2 separate regions of the Bos taurus genome follow, and region 2 is linked to region 1. A link is a contact called in public Hi-C data. All regions are on one chromosome and are shown on one strand. Each heading gives the region's core, a stretch centred on a gene start, on an enhancer-like site or on the middle of the called end of the contact. The rest is flanking DNA. Distances are from core to core; before and after follow the strand shown. Region 1 has its middle 14 kb from the start of TRNAG-CCC. Region 2 has its middle 79 kb from the start of TRNAE-UUC.

Region 1 (5,405 bases), core at 1,450-3,949:
TCAGTCTGTGGCCGCCTCCACGGCCGGCCGCCAGTCGGCGCTCATCCTTCCCTCGGGGGCTCTGCGGCGGCCGAAGACCAGGGAGGCAGGTCTGTGGCGCTTTTGAATCTCAAGCCGCCCTTTGCCCCTCATGGCCCTGGAGCCCTGAGCCCACTAGAGACCGGATTTAGGGTACATTCCCCTCCCTTCTGCCCCGTGGTTGGTTCTAAACACCCCCAGGCTCAATTCGTTTCCACGTGGACGGTGGTGCTGACTCAAGAACTTGTTATTGGAGTCATCAGACCCTCTCATGATGCTCGAATTGGCAGTACCAGCCGTGCACGTTCCACTTGCCTAGTCCAGCCCTGTATCCCCCTGGGGGTGGCCAGGCTTGAGGACTAAGTGGACTGGCATCTAGATAGGCCAGGCAGACACCCCAACCCTCCACCCCCAGAATGTGACCCAGGGGTTCTGGAAAGACCCTCTTAGCACTCTGAGCCTGCTGGCAGAGGGGGAGACACGGTCATGGGAGGGCTTCCAACAGCCAGGAACCTCCAGGCGAGCTGAGCATAAGCAATGGGACAGCCTTGTCTAAAGGGCCACTCATCTGCCTTGTGTCTATGTTCTGTGAAGTGAAAGTGTTAGTTGCTCAGTCCTCTCTGACTCTTTGGGGCCCCATGGACTGTAGCCTGCCAGGCGTCTCTGTCCACGGAATTCTCCAGGTGAGAAAACTGGAGTGGGTAGCCATTACCTTCTCCAGGGGATCTTCTCCACCCACGGATCAAACCCTCCTCATCCTGCAGGAGGATTCTTTACATCTGAGTCACCAGGGAAGCCTTTCTATGGCCTTTAAGACCTCTAGAATTTCTAAAAGAAGGGGCTAGGCAGCAATCTGTTTGGAAGAGGGTGGCCTATGGCATGGGAATAAGGGAGGCGCCTACAGACTTGCTTTGTAAGGATCCCCTTTTGCAGCTTAATAAAAAGAATATGATTTTCTAGCATTGTTTTTATTACATGTACATAAGGGTATTCTTGTTCAGATGCTCAGTCGTGTCCAACTCTTTGCGACCTCATGGACTATGGCCTACCAAGCTCCTCTGTCCATAGGATTCACCAGGCAAGAATAGTGGAGTGGGTTGCCACTTCCTTCTCCAGGGGATCTTCCTGATCCAGGGATGGAACTCATGTCTCCTGCACTGGCAGACAGATTCCTTACCACTAATGCCACCTGGGAAGCCCCAAGGATATTCTTACATGTGTTTGTATACTAGTTTGATAAAGATTGGTCTTCCCTGGTGACTCAAGTGGTAAAGTGTCTGCCTGCAATGCAGGAGACCTGGGTTCAATCCCTGGGTTGGGAAGATTCCTTGGAAAAGGAAATGGCAACCCATTCCAGTACTCTTGCCTGGAAAATTCCATGGATGGAGGAGCCTGGTGGGCTACAGTCCATGGGGTCGCAGAGTCGGATACGACCGAGCAACTTCACTTTCTTTCACTTCTTTCTTTGATCAAGATTATAGTGGGGTTGGGACTTCCCTAGTGGTCTAGTGGCTAAGACTCTGTGCTCCCAAGGCAGAGGGCCAGGGATGGATCCCTGATCAGGGGACTAGATCCCACACGCCACAACTGAAGATCCCATGTGCTGCAACAAAGAGACCCAGTGCAGCCAGCGACTAACACACACACACATAAAGATTATAGTGGGACAAACATCCCTTGGTACCAATCATGTTCTGGGTGACAGATGTATTGGTAAGCAACACTGATGAGAAGCAAACTGTGATGGATTTAGCATACATCAATGGCACCCCACTCCAATACTCTTGCCTGGAAAACCCCATGGATGGAGAAGCCTGGTAGGCTGCAGTCCATGGGGTCGCTAAGAGTCGGACACGACTGAGTGACTTCACTTTCACTTTTTCACTTGCATGCATTGGAGAAGGAAATGGCAACGCACTCCAGTGTTCTTGCCTGGGAAATCCCATGGACAGAGGAGTTTGGTGAGCTACAGTCCATGGAGTTGCAGAGAGTCAGACACGACTGAGCATGCATGCACACACAGGGAGGAAGTGGCAGGACCTTCCGTTTCTCTAAAAACCCTGACTAGAGAACTCTGACTAATTTCTCTCCCATCGTATTCAAATCTTACTCAGTTTCCACCAGTAGAGTTTTGGCGTGTTCTGTACATTTCTTGCTTGACTTTTTTCCTAAGCGCGTTTTGTTCTGCTTTGCTGCTGAACAAAAACCTCATATTAGTGGCTCTGCCTATTTTGCTATCTGATGTATTCTGTGGATCAGGAAAATTTTTTTATTGTGGTAAAGTGTATATGATGTAAAATTTCCCATTTTAACCCTTTTCAAGTATAAAATTGAGTGGTATTAACTGCGTTCAAAGTATTTTGTAAAAATCACCACTATCTATACCCAAAACTTTTTCATCATCCCCAACAAAAACTCTGTACCCATCAACAATAACTCCACACTCCTCCCGTCCCTTGATGGTTCAGCAGGTAAAGAATCCACCTGCCATGCAGGAGACACAGGAGACGTAGTTTCGATCCTTGGGTCCGGAAGATCCCCTGGAGTAGGAAATGGTGACCCACTCCAGTATTCTTGTCTGAAAAATCCCATGGACAGAGGAGCCTGAAGGGCTATAGTCCACGGGGTTGCAAAAGAGTCAGACACATCCGAGTGACTAAGCACACACTATTAGTTACCTCACTTCCCCCAGCCCCTGGTAACCGCTGTTCTGTTTCCTGTTTTCTCTATGAATTTGCCTATTCTAGGTCCCTCATACAAGTGGAACCATACAATATTTGTCCTTCTGTGTCTGGCTTATTTCACTAAGCATAATGGTTTCAAGATTCATCCATGTTGAGGTAGGTATCAAAATTTCATTCCCTTTCATGGCTGAATAAATATTCTAATATTTGTATATATCATATTTTATTTATCCATTCATCTGTTGTTGGAGTTTAGGGTTGTTTCTCCCTTTTGGTCACTGTGATCAATGCTCCCATGATCACGAGTGTGCAAACATCAAGTTCTGCCTTCAGTTCTTTGGGATATGTATGTAAGAGTGGAATTGTTGCTGTTTATTCACTCAGTTGTGTCTGACTCTTTTGTGACCCCATGGACTGTAGCCTACCAGGCTCCTCTGTCCATGGAATTCTCCAGTAAAAATACTGGAGTGGGTTGCCATTTCCACCTCCTGGAGTGGGTTGCCATTCCTTCTCCAGGAGAAGAGTGGAGTTGCTGGGTCTTATGACTGTTCTATGTTTAACTTGGAGAAATCACCAAGCTGTTTTCCTTGGTGGCTGCACCATTTTGCATTCTGAGGGCCAAGAGTTTGAGCCACTTCAACTGGGCAATGCTGCTCTTTGTCACGTCAGTTGAGGTCACTTCTTGGTACTCAGGTAGCAAACGGGGTGGTCTAGAAGCTCCAAGGTGGTATCATCACACATCTGCTCCCTTGATGGTATTGTGGGAAGGCTGGGCTCAACTGGGACTGTGGGGGGCTGTAAACTGGAGTGCTGAGAGCGGCCCCTCCAACCTGGTGGCCACAGAGGATAAGACTTGTTACCTGGCATATGGATGGGAGCAGGCATCCCAGGGGAATGAGGCATGCCCTTTTCTGGCTTAGCCTTTGAAGTCAGCTGAATTCTATTGATTCCCAGCAAGTCACAAGGCCAGACTGGGTTTAAGAGCTGGGGACTTGAACTCTATCCCTTATGGGGCAGTGGCCAGGACATACTGAGGAAGAGCATGTGGAATGGGATTTACTGTTGCTGAGAATTTAAAAAATACAGTCTACCAGGGTTTATTGAAAATATAGTCTGCTAGGTTTTCTTTTTACTTTATGAATGGCATTTGTCTGTATATATTCTAACTAATTATTGCTGCGATTGATTTATGTTCACTTTGTGGTCTAAATAACCTCACCAGGTTCTCTGAATAATTCTAACATTTATTTACCAAAACTTACTTTGGATAAATATATTATTTGCAATTATGACATTTCTCTTTTTTATTTTTCATAATAAATTCTTCCTATTTCTTTTTATTAGCTTAAGGTGATAGTTAAGACCTCCAGAATGATGTTGAAACACAGTGGGGCTAATTCACAACCTTATCTCTTTCCTGATTTTAAAGGGAACCATTCTGATGTTTCACCATTAGATAAGATGTTGGCTGTTAATATGAGCCAGATATTTTTAATCCTTTTAAGAAAGAACTCATCTATTATTAGTTTACCAAGAACTTAAAAAAGATTAGATATAGCTCTTGAAATTAAAAACAACAAACTTTGAGGCTCATATCAAGGTAAACATATTTTTTCCTTTACCAATGAATGTACTGAATGATGACAATAGACTTCCTGATATTGAAATATCCTTGCATTCTTATAGTAAACTTTAATTAGCAGCATTGTCGTAGTATTATTTTGATGTATTTCCTGGTTAATTTTGCTAGTATTTTTATTTAGAATTTTTCAATAATATTCATAGTAGCTTTTGTTTATAGGATCATTTTGGCTGTGTAAAATGTTTGGGTAGACATATGTTTTTTTTCTAGCTACTGACACACATTTTGAGGTATTGAAGTTACTGCTTTATTGCAGCTTTGAAAGAAGTCATCTGTGAAACCATCTGGACCTGGCACTCTTCTAAGTGGTAACAGTGTGTGTGTGTGTGTGTGTGTGTGTGATGTTATTCAGTGCATAAAAGTTTGCAAAGGTTTTTATGATAGTGGCAATATTAGACAACACTCTTTAAATGTTTACTATCTTCTGGTTTGAATTTTACTTTGTTTGTTAACACGCTGTTTTGAAAACTGTTGCTGATGTGCTTTTCCTGAAGAAAAAAAAAAAAATTGGTTTTGACCCAATCTAAGTTAGAAGGATTTAAGAAATGAATTTATATTTATGGTTAGAAAAATTCCCTAGTCTTATTTCCATCTTTTTTTGGTGGAGGGATGGAGTGCTGCACAGCTTGTAAGATCTCAGTTCCCCAGCCAGGGATTGAACCTGGACCATGACAGTGAAAGCCCAGAATCCTAACCACTTGGCCACCAGGATACTCCCTTATTTCTGTCATCTTGAATTATGCTTTATTTTAAAAAAGACGGTTCCTTGTTTAGTACTTTGTTTATTATCTTAAGTGACTTGCATGTTCTTTGGTTTTTGTATTGCATAGAATTAGGCTCATATAACACCTTCATATAACAGAAAATCCCCCAAACCCAATGACATAAAATATCATAGAAGCTTTTTCCTCTCCCTCAAAAGAAGCCTGAAAAGTAGGCAACTCAGGCCTGGAGGCTAGGAGATCCCAGGCTCAGAACAGAGGCTCTTCCCAGATTTCTGCTTCATAAATTAATTTAATGAATGGTCTAGTGGTTTTCCCTACTTCCTTAAATTTAAGTCT
Region 2 (5,405 bases), core at 1,051-3,550, 120 kb after region 1:
TTCCGAACCTAGAAACTGAACCTGTGTCACCAGCATTGGCAGGCGGATTCTTTGCCACTGAGCCACCTGGGAAGCTCTGAGTCAGTCGCCCCTCTTCAATCTTGGGTTCCTAGACTATGGTTGGACCCAAGAATGCAGTAGAGCCCAGTACTTTGGCCTCTAAATACCACCCTCAGGCTCCCCAGGTTCTAAGTTTCCTCTGCTTCTTATCGCAGTGGAGTCGGGACAAGGGAGAGTACGGATGGACCTTCATTTGTTTTCCTGGTCTCTGGCTCTTAAGTATTCTGTTGTCAAAATGGCATAGACCCTGGGGCCTGGATTTAGATTCTGCTTCGCTGCTGCTTTGTGTGTGAAGTCCTGAACCTGCTTTACCTGTTTTCCATTTTCAAGTGGAGATAATAACAATCCATCTAAGTGTTTTTCCTGGATCAGAGGATGGTATGCTGCAATTTAATTAGCTATTTAGGACATTAATGTGCCAACTGTTACAGAAGGGGACATCGTGACCTCGGAAGATCATGTCAGTTCTGAGCATCAAAGACTGAAATGGAAGAATACGAATCCCAGGATCTACCCCGTGAAAATACTTATTTTAAGATGCCACCGTAAGCTTGTCTGGTTGATCTTTGAGGCTTTTTATTGAAAAAGAAAAAAGCGATATGAAATTCAGGTTGAGATTTCCAGCTATGGTGGCTTCTGCTAAATGGAGGATTTTATTGTGCATTTATAAGTATACCTAGGGCAGAAAGGGGCTGGGGTCTTTGAGATGCTCAGTTTACACAGAATGGTCAGGACTTTCAACACTGGACTCCGAGGTGGAAGGTTGGGACTCGGTGTCTCCTTACCTGTTTGGCTCAGGGCAGTGCACTGCCCAGCTCTGATCCTCAGAGTTCTCATCTCTGAGACACTGCTTATGGCACGCTCTGGCCCCATGGCAGAAGCTTTCCGAACTTCTGAATTGGACAGAGGGAGGTGGTTGGCAGGGTTATTTCTTGGTCCTTGGGCATGTGTTTGGGGGGTGTGTTAGGGGCCACAAGAGCTGCTACATTTCTGATCGTTTGTCTCACCACAGGGCATTTCATGGGCAACAGCACAGTTTTCCGTGTTCTGTGGTGGGAAGGCTGTGAAGTAGAACATTCCCCCGTTGGATGACCCATCAACAAATAACCTTCCTGTGCTTCAGTCCCGGTTGGGGAGCAGTTAGGGGAGCCAAGTCCCCTATGGGGCTGCCTGGGCACCAGAGCGAGAGGTGTCCAAGGGGTTTCCAGGGCCCCAACAATGGGCCAATAAGCAACCTCTTGGCCCCCGGGCCAGCTGGTGCCCCCATGTGGCTGGGACTGTGTCAGACAAGTTGGCGGGTGGAGCACTTTGGGCAGCAGAGGCTCCAGTGGCCTTTGTCAGCAGAGCTTGGGGAAGACACGAAGGTGAAGCTAATTCTGCTCTGTGGTCCTGGGTCCCAGGTAGAGTAATTCAGCTCAATGCTCTGTCTTTGACCTGGACATTTGTGAAGTTTTAGGGAGGCATGTGGTAGAGTCAGTCATAAAGTAAGGTGGAGGGTGGTGGTGGGTGGTGGTGGTGGGGTGGTGGGGCAGAGATGCAGGATGCCTGCAGACTCATCTCTGAGATAGCAGCAAAGCCCTTTCTCTTTCTCTGAGCTGTTTCCTCCCTCCAGGTCTGTTTATTTCTCATTTTTTATGCAGAGTCAGCCTCCTTCCCTGTGGAACCTTCTGTAAAGAATTCAGGAGGCCAGGATCCCCTACTCTCAGCAGTGCTGCCGCCCCATGCTGGCCACCCTGCTAGTCTCTGCCCCGTGTCCAGTCCCTGTGGGCACTGGGTGGCCCTTCCCACCCACCTCTGTAGGTCTGATTGGGCTGCCATAACAAAACACCACAGACTGGGTGACTTCAGCAGTAGAAATTAATTTTATCATGGTTCTGGAGGTCAGAATCCAAGATGAAGGTGTCGGCAGTTTTGGCTTCTCCTGAGGCCTCTCTCTTTGGCTTGCAGATGGCCACCTTCTCACTATTCCCATGTGGCTTTTCCTCAATATAGTCCTGGTGTCCCTGTGTCCACATTTCCTCTTCTAAGGACACCAGTCAGATTGGCCCAGGACCCACTCTAAAGGTCTCATTTTAACTTAATCTCCTCTTTAAAATTCTTGTCTCCGAACACAGTCCTATTTTGAGGTTCAGGGGTTAGGGTTTCAGCATGTGAATTTTGAGGAAACACAGTTCAGCCTGTAGCATACCTTCCGTTCCTGGCTCACTCCCTCTAGATCGTGGTCGCCAGCGCCCCCTCTGGCAGTCCTCAGCTGTCGTGAGAGGAATCCAGGAAGAAAATGCCAGCCCTTGGCTGGGCTGAGGGGGTGGAGGCGGGATCCAGCTGGTGGTGGTGTCTGCCTGATGCCTGCCCTTCTCCAGGTGCCCTCTTTCTCTTCGGAAGACCCACCTTCACCTCATGTTGTCTCAGACCACGTCCTCCGCTATCCCCTCACTCTAGAAGTTCCTCCTTGGGAGTCCACTTTCCATCTTAGGAGCCAGGATTCTCTGGGTCTCCCTCAGTGGGAAAACTTGGCTACATCCTGGGCTTGTCTCACCCCCACCTCTCTTGGCATCCTGCATTCCGTGTATCAGTAAACAGTTCCTTACACAGTACTTTCTAGTTTACAAAAGCCCTCACCTAAGACTTCTCATTTTCCACCTCCACCAGGCCTCTAGCTTCTTCTAGTAAAACGTCTCTCGGATTTGCCCCCTTTGATCCCAAGGTCATCGTCCTCTGGTCCTCCTCCTACCTTTCTGTGGGACTAATCTTGCAAGTGTCTCTTACCCAGAAGCTTTCAGGGTTTCTTGTTGCTCTCTTCATGCTGATGCCCTTGCACCCAGACCCCATGTTTTTCCAGGTTCTGCCTCTGATATTCTGCCTCAGAAACCTTACGTCCCTGCCGTTGCCTCTCCACCTTTGTTAATGCTCTTCCTTTCCACTGTCTGCAGTGCCTTCTCCTCTCCTTCCCGCACTGAGAAAATCCGGCCCCAGGTCTCCAGCCATCTTTCTCTCCTATTCCTCAGCTCTGCAGGGAAAGCCAGAGAGGAATAGAATCCGTGGATCTTTCCTCACCCCCTGGACTGAGTGCTTGGGCAAAGCAGAGTGGGTTGGACCCTCTGATCATTTCTCAGCCTCTGACCCCAGGCTGACTGGCAAGGCTGGGATTTGTCACTCTCTCTTTGGGTTGTCAGAGTGTGTGTGTGTGTGTTTTGTGTGTGTGTGTGTGTATTGCTGCCTGCTCCCAAACTCCTTAAATCTGTCTCTAACCCTGACACCTACCCCTGAGGGAAGAGAGCTCAGGAGTCAATATTTTAAAAATCTGTCCATGAGATTCTGACACCCAATGGGGGCTAAGAACCAGCCCTATCATTTACTGGCTGCTCACGCTTCCCAGGGGAGGAAGGAATATTTATGGATTGATTGGTGCTAACTGGTTCACACAGACTCTCAATCCTTAAAACTGTAACCAGGAAGGGTTAATTTTGAATTTACATTGGATCTGCTTCTGTGGCTTTAACCCTTACCTCGCCGCTTTTGTTATTATGGGCATACCTAATGACCTGCCTCAGGGAGATAACTTTACCCCATCCACCTGAGAAGGACCGTGACATTCTTGAATTCTTTGTGTGGCAAATGGAGCAGCACCCGGTGCCCCTGTCTGCGCACTTAATGGCCCAGAAATTCACATTTCGGGAGGCCAGAATCACAGATAGATATGACATCTTTGTTTGTTGATATGACAGGAGATATTCCATTTCACACCACCCATGAAATGATTGTAAGGAACTGAAACTAACACATCCCCATATCTGAGGCTTGCCATTCTAGGAGATATTTGCAGGAATTAAATGGTATTTTAACTTTGTTTCCTCACCTCTCCCCATCTCTGATCCATAAAAGAACCTGGCATTCAGGCCCCAACAAGATGGTTATTTTGAGGTCCTGACCTACCATCTTCTTGGTCAGCTGGCTCTGGAATAAAGTCCCTTCCTTGTCTTAACACCTTGTCTCAGATTTATTGGCCTTTCGTGTGGGGACCAGAGCAGGCTTGGACTCTGTAACAAAACCAACCTCTGAGGTGGTAGTTTCTTCTCCTTTACTGATGAAAAAACTGAAGGTGACGCAGCTCATCAAAGTCAGGAGACAGTTCAGAACTTTTGCTTGTACCGCCCTTCTCTTTTTGCCTTTTCTTCTCCTACTTTTAGCTTTCCAGCCCCTTCCTCTTTGTTCGTGCAGTTTCCCCTGCCGGGATCTGTTAGGGGAAGCACACTGACTGAAACCGCCTACCCTGGCCAGGCACCATAGTAACCACTTGCGTGAGTTATTTTAGGACAGGAGGTTCTGTTAAGGAACGTGGAACTAATAAACCACCACTAACCAGAAGAGTTCGGGAAAGGTCAAAGGGAGACATCACACGTCCTACCACCTCCCAGAATCCCTCTCACTGGCATCCACCTTAGCTGTGCAATGCATGCACTACCAAGAAACTCTAAGTCGGAATGATTGGCCAAAGACAATCTGGAAGCTAATCCCGTCCTCATAAAACCCAAGACTTCGAGCCAGGAGCTGAGCAGTTCTCCTGGGTTCCCCTACCCTACTGCTCTCCACCGGGGCACCCTTTCCAATAAAAATCTCTTGCTTTGTCAGCTCAAGCTTGGGATAATTCATTTCTGGGTACTAGACAACCACTTACAGGCCCTAGAAGGGGTCCCCCTTTCCTGCAACAGATCCATTCAGTGCCCCCACCCCTAATTCTATCAGAGTCTGTGAGAACCAGTGCAAAGACCTAGGTTCCTCTCTCATGTGATCCTGGGCAGTTTGGTGTATGTGGCTGCAGCAGCTGTCCTGACTGTGCTCTATGAGGGTTGCATCAGAGGGTTTTCTGTGGTGATCTTGTCTGGAGTTCTCTTAGGTGAGGCCTCAAGGGAGCATGAGGTCTCCAAAGACGCTCCTTTTCAGGGAGAAGAAGAGATGAGGGGCTAACAACCCAGAGCCAGTGAGACACCCGTAGTGAAGGGGTGGGTGAGGGGGCCCAGGGCAGTGGCTGTGGAGAGACTACCTTCCTTCTTCCCCTTCTTGGCAGCCCTGTGATAATCCTTAAGGATGATTCTGAGCATATGACACTTGAATCTGGGCAGGGCTCTGTGGGTGTTAAAGAGCCTCTTTAAGAGCAGGGCCATTACAGGGATTCGGGAGGGATTAACAGGGTTAAGGGCCACTTCAGTTGTTCTAAGTAAATAGCATTTTAAATATTTTTCATCCCTCTTTAAATGCTGTAATCTTCAGTGACTTTCCAGATGGAGATGATCCATTGTTAGGCAAATGCAGTAATTATAAGCAGTTAACAAGGAATCTTACATTTC

Evidence for each region. Hi-C and Micro-C count contacts between places; a contact is called where the count stands out from the background.
Region 2: a contact with region 1 is called in a Hi-C map of blood, with 4 times the contacts expected there. The contact joins two enhancer-like sites. A contact is called at or near these places in 6 of 11 Hi-C or Micro-C datasets (blastocyst, blood, liver and 3 more).

What each region holds. Positions count from the first base shown.
Region 1 is chr11:50,073,017-50,078,421 of ARS-UCD2.0, forward strand. No RefSeq gene overlaps it. Among named protein-coding and RNA genes, the nearest start is that of TRNAG-CCC, 14 kb to the right of the region's middle. Within about 2 kb of position 2,700, at least 11 of the 102 cell types and tissues checked have an H3K27ac peak or open chromatin away from gene starts, as enhancers often do. A contact at or near this core is called in blood, where this site is marked.
Region 2 is chr11:50,193,616-50,199,020 of ARS-UCD2.0, forward strand. No RefSeq gene overlaps it. Among named protein-coding and RNA genes, the nearest start is that of TRNAE-UUC, 79 kb to the right of the region's middle. Within about 2 kb of position 2,301, at least 18 of the 102 cell types and tissues checked have an H3K27ac peak or open chromatin away from gene starts, as enhancers often do. A contact at or near this core is called in blood, where this site is marked.